Regions from separate parts of the Zea mays genome. Here region 2 is linked to region 1. The links are chromatin contacts, called in public Hi-C maps. All regions are on one chromosome and are shown on one strand. Each heading gives the region's core, a stretch centred on a gene start, on an enhancer-like site or on the middle of the called end of the contact. The rest is flanking DNA. Distances are from core to core; before and after follow the strand shown. Region 1 holds the start of LOC100281369 (glutathione S-transferase). Region 2 holds the start of LOC100286243 (polcalcin Jun o 2).

What was found. A called contact is a pair of places that touch in the nucleus more often than the background predicts.
Region 2: a Hi-C map of leaf shows a contact between it and region 1, with 4 times the contacts expected there. The contact joins the promoter of LOC100286243 here to the promoter of LOC100281369 in region 1. A contact is called at or near these places in 2 of 25 Hi-C or Micro-C datasets (both in leaf).

The regions. Positions count from the first base shown.
Region 1 is chr3:151,447,544-151,450,451 of Zm-B73-REFERENCE-NAM-5.0, forward strand. It overlaps LOC100281369 (glutathione S-transferase), which reads right to left and starts at 1,353. Exons shown (of 2, transcript NM_001154287.2): 1 at 1,040-1,353; 2 at 409-959. The coding sequence starts at 1,051. The coding sequence ends at 588.
Region 2 is chr3:151,609,505-151,612,412 of Zm-B73-REFERENCE-NAM-5.0, forward strand. LOC100286243 (polcalcin Jun o 2) reads left to right here and starts at 1,503. Exons shown (of 2, transcript NM_001159131.2): 1 at 1,503-2,221; 2 at 2,770-2,908. The coding sequence starts at 1,637. The coding sequence ends at 2,221.

The DNA.
Region 1 (2,908 bases), core at 103-2,602:
TCTCCGTAGAAAATAGGTCTTCTCTGTAAGGTTCTACCCTTAAGATGTAAAAGGACATGTTCCCCTCCTTCTCGACACAAGCACACTAGAAGTAACACATACCGTTACAATACTACGATCAACACTACACTGGGCTAGGGCTCCGGCCTGAACCAGTATAAACCCCATGTCTCAAGTTCTTTGTCCGAGTTACTGTGATTTACCATCCGGAAGGAGTCCGCGCCAGTAACCCCCAAACACAAATCTCATTGTCCCCCGGTTTCCGAATCCACGACAGTAACCAATTTCGATCAGATGTAACTATGTAAGCCATAAATTTAGCCTATGCTCGGGCGGTTGATTGATATAGCAGTTATTTAAAATTGAGGTGAGCATTTTAAATCTGAGGAATTTTTTGGAATGATGTTTCTCAGAATAGACATGGATAGATTGTGTGGATGTTCTGAATCGGGGTTTCGATGGTCAACTCATCTAAACTTTTCTGAGACATGCATATGGTTATTTACTTATCTAGCTAGGCTCATTACTGTTATTTCAGCACAGACAATCTGTGATCCATACATTATTATTCCACACACAAAACCAAACTACTGCTGCAACCATGCATTAGCGAACACTTTGTACGCCTCCTTCCTTTCAGTATAGAAGGCGACGAGCTGGTCCCTGTCCGGGACGCACTGCTTGAGAGCTTCGCAGGAGCTGTACTCTCTGGACCAACGGCGCAGAGCAGGGAACTCACCTTCGTCAACCACGGCCACTCCAGTCACCTCCTCTACGACGCTGAGCCAAGGAGCTAGCACGCAGGCTGCGATGTCGACGTAGCCGACGGTGTCGCCCCCGAAGAACCTCCTCCCGTCGAGCTGCGCCTCCATGAGCGCCAGCTTCTGCTTGGCCTCTTCCACCTGAGCCTTCTGCGCGTCGCCCTCTGTCCAGTGCGCCAGCCAGAACGGCTTCAGGAGCTGTCGGTCAGGTTCATCAGCACAGTTCAGTAAAACCAGCAGATCTATTTTTCAGATTCCACTAAAAAAACTGAGAGTACCTTCCTGTCCATGAAGTCTGCCCAGAAACGGGCCGTGGCACGGTCGTGGGGGTCGGCCGGGAGGAGGGACGGCCCGTCGAAGGTCTCGTCGACGTACTCGACGATGACGAGGGACTCACAGATGGCACGATCGGCATGGAGGAGCACGGGCACCTTCTTGTGGACAGGGTTTTTGGCGAGCAGCAGCTCGCTCTTGTTGCTCAGGTCTTCCTGGATCAGCTCATACGGCACGCCCTTGAGCCGCAGAGCGGCCTCGACGCGGTGCGAGAATGGGCTTACCGAATGGCCGATGATCTTAACAGGTGAAGAAGACATGTTTCTTCTGCTGTTTGGTTGTGGCTTCCTGCTTGCTAGACGCCTAGACCATTATTATTTATATCGTCTATAGGATATGTAGTTAGATTGAAGGCAGGCGCACTGCTTCCTCTGCAAGAAACTATGGTCAGCGTTTTCTCGTTTCTGCTCCTTTCTTTCGACGACTGTGTGGTGGATTCAGCAGAAGAAGTTGCTTAGCTGCTTCAACCCACAGAATCGTTGAATGCAAACCTACAACCTACAGTCGTGGTTACTGATTGATGCAGCTGAAGTCATAGAGATCTGAATATCTGATTAATAAAAACTTCTTTTATAAAAAAAGAGCTAGAAACACCAACACACAAGCGGATCGAGCAGATAATGTAATATACACACACAGGGCAAGCTGGTCGGGAGCTAGAGAATGAACCATATGTTGGCTTAAGCAGTGACCCCAGCATGGAAATGGAGATGCGTGATCAATTTCCTTCCGAATATCTGATTAAAAAAATCTTAAGGGTTGTTTATTTTATGAATTTCAAATTTAGATTCCATTTTTAGTATTTAATACAACTCTGAATAATCAAAATACAATGTTATCCTTTATTTATTTTAAGGAGATGATTCCCAAGGTAATAAAATTCTTATTAAAAGACATTTTTAAATCCATATTCTTATAAGAACTTTTTCTGATTTCTAAGACATGAATTTGGGGTGTTACAATTTGGCCATCTGTAGTTGCCACCGAAAATAAACCTTTGGTGATTTTATAGCAGCCGCGGAAGATAAGTTTATTTTCAGCGGCTCAAAAGCGATCGTCGAAATAAAAAAAAATATTATTTTCGGTGGTCACGTGTCATTCACACCGAAAATAGACTTATCTTCGACGGCTGACATGTGGTCAACTAAAGTAATGTTGTTATTATATTTTGACTAAGATGCAAATAGAGCATTATTATGTTTTAAAGAAAAAAAATGTGACAGGGCTAAGAACCGTGGTGTTGACATAAACTCGACTGACATACATTTGAACAAATTAAGATCTGTCAGCATGGCATTTTCTATGTTTGTTTTGTTTCACTAAGGAATTTAATACTACTAGCATGTAACCCATGTTAATGCTACGATCCTATAGAGGGGAAGGGAGAGGTCAAAATTTAATACTACTAGCATGTCCCTCATGGCGTAAGTGAGGGGAGGGGGCGGCGGGGAAGAAGGGGATGATGAGTGATCTAAATAATATTGTCTATTAGATTTAAGTGAGTACTAGGTGAGTGCCCGTGCGTTGCAACGGAAACACATAATACCACAGTACTGTTATGAGAAAAGGTTTCTTAATACATTTGTGATCCTATCCATACATAAATTTTGTTATTTTAATCTAGTTGTTTCACCATTACATTGCAACCATCAGTACCATGCAGACTTTTATATATGATATTTAGGTACATGTGTGTTACTACGATTTTTAAATGAATTACCTTGTAATTGATTCAAAAGATCCATAGCAAAAGTATGTAAGATTACCAAAGTTTAAGAGAACTTACCCGACAACCAGCCTTCATCATGTGCTTT
Region 2 (2,908 bases), core at 253-2,752, 160 kb after region 1:
ACATTGAGGATATCTGGCGTGGGTTGGAGAAAAGCCGGATCCGTTGCCCGATGTCGGACGACCTTGTTGTTCCTGTCCACTTTGAAGTTGGCCAAGAACTTTGCTTTCGCCTCCTGGATCATCCGCTCCTTGTGCTCCTCGAACTGGAGCTGCTCGTCAGCCGGCAAGGTTTCCCAAGTCGGCTTTATGATGTTGCTTGGAGAAATATCAGAGCTATCCCTTGAACCGGCCATTGAGGGCCGATTTGATGAGCTTAGATATGTATGTCCCCAGCGGAGTCGCCAAAAAGTATGTTGACGCCTTTTCGGAGCGTCAAATACTCAAGAAGAACCGGCAGCGGTGCTCTCTGGTCAGGCACGGACGGTACGCGGCCTGGGGCCGGACTGTCCGCGACCTGGCGCAGGGGCTAGGGTTTCCTGCCTGACGGCCGGACGGTCCGCGCGTGCGCAGGGGCGGCGGAAGATCGTCGGCGGCGCCTGGATCTCGCTCCCGGGAGGGACCCCGTCGGGAAGGAGAGATCCTAGGGATTGTCTAGGCTCGGGCCGGCCGACCTAGACTCCTCTAATCGGCGTAGAGTCGAAGAGAGCCGAAGAATTTGGGGATCGAGAGGCTAAACTAGAACTAGACTAGAACTACTTCTACTTGTACTGGAAATAAATGCGAATAGAAGTTGTATTGATTCGGTTGATAGTTTAAAATCGGCCGTAGACCTCTCTATTTATAGAGGAGGGGGGCTGAACTCTTTACACAACTGATTCCAAGCTAATTCCGCGAATATAGCTAATAACCGTAGCACAAAACTCGGAACCCTAATATGTTCGGCGCACGCGCGGACCGTCCGGCCCACAGGCGCGGACTGTCCGGACCGCGGACCGTCCGGCCTTAGGGCCGAACCGTCCGCCAGCTCTTTTTTGGTTCAAACACACACGTTCTAAACGCAGCTTACCCATCGCACAAGAATCGCATCGCATATCCAATAGCAGTGACTATTACTTCCCCCACATTTACTTAAGCAGTCCTCCAACTAAAAGAAAGGAACAAAAAGACAGACGACCCTCACAAGCAAACCCGTCGCCTTGCCCCCATCTCACATAGTACATGCTTCGGCATCAAAGTGGTAGGTTTGCATGTGGTGGCGCCATGTTCGTTCGGACCCTCTGGCTCATGCCATCATCTGGGGTGTTTTGCGGGCCAAGCAACCTTTAAGCATACTATTTTCTTTTCTCTCTCTCTTTTTCCCTTTTTTTCGAACGAACTTGTTTTTTAATCGTAACCTAGCAAATAAAATCTTATATATTGAAACAAACAAAGGGGGGAAATTGCCTTTACAATACTACAACTACAAGCAGGTTTGCGGGATCCGCAATCCCACTGGCACTGGCAGGTGCGAAGCAAATACGGCTTCCCAAACGCAGGCCCACAATGCAGGGACTCGTAGCGCAACAGCTAGACGCCGCAGCTTCCTCCCCGGGCCCCGGCCTCCCTCCCTGGCTGCGATCCGTGATCGATAGCAATGGGAAAGGAACTGCCTCTGCCTTGCCTCTATAAATACGCCGCCCGTCGCAGAACCGAAACCGCAGCCGTGACGGATCCAGCCGAACCCCCTCGCAGTCGCAGCCCCCTCACGCCACGCGACATGGGCAAGATCAGGATGCCCGTGCCGTCCCTGTTCCGCCGCCGCTCCTCCAAGCCGCCGCCGCCGCAGCCGCAGCAGCAGGCGCCTGCCGCGGGCGACGGCGACGGCAGCGGGTCCCCGGAGCGGGCGACGGCGGAGGAGGAGATGGCGCGCGTGTTCCGCAAGTTCGACGCGAACGGCGACGGGCGGATCTCGCGGTCGGAGCTGGCGGCGCTGTTCGAGAGCCTGGGCCACGGCGCGTCGGACGACGAGGTGGCGCGCATGATGGCCGAGGCGGACGCGGACGGCGACGGCTTCATCAGCCTGCCCGAGTTCGCGGCCCTCAACGCCACGGTGGCCGGCGACGCGGCCGCCGTCGAGGAGGACCTGCGCCACGCCTTCCGCGTCTTCGACGCCGACGGCAGCGGCGCCATCTCCGCCGCCGAGCTCGCGCGCGTCCTCCGCAGCCTCGGCGAGCCCGCCTCCGTCGCGCAGTGCCGCCGCATGATCGAGGGCGTCGACCAGAACGGCGACGGCCTCATCTCCTTCGACGAGTTCAAGGTCATGATGGCCAGGGGAGGAGCATGCTTCGCAAAGATCGCCTAGGTAATTAGAGGTTCCCTCCCCAGCCCTTTCGAATCCCTGCTGCTCCACCCATCCCCCCCCCCCCCCCCCCCCCCCCCCCCCCTCCGTTCACAGCAGCCGAGCGTATGGCGTCGTGTGCGGTCTTAAGTAAAGTGTATATAGAAGCCAAGATCATCATGGAGAAGCACTAGCGCTAGATTCTTCTCTCTACTAATAATTGGGAACCACGGCGGATATTGCTTTTTGCAAGATTGGAGCCTGGATGAAAGCAGTGGTTCAGAGCTAACTTCTGTTCTAGAGATGCGGATGCTTGACTATGTGAATGAAAGAGTAGACGATTCGAACCTACTCCTATGTGGATCTCTAATTCGTGTGTTTCCACCTCTCGGAATATGTGAATGTTTTTTGCATGTTTGTTTGGTATTTGTTAGATCCAATGTAAATCTGGTAATCTCAGCGCGGTGGAATCCGTAGGCTGTTAATTTAGCTCGATGCAGATAAAAGCTGTAGTGATCTTTTGTTGAACTTGTGGAGGATTTTTTTTTCTTAAGATCTCAAACATGGAACAGGAATATTCTTGCGAAGGTGGGGAGGAGCTTGAGGAATTGTCCTGATTGCGTACCTATCAATCATTGGCATCATCAGGGCGCGATGGGAGCTCGAATCTCTTCATTAGTTTATATCTACTGGTTGGAATTGGAAGCAGAA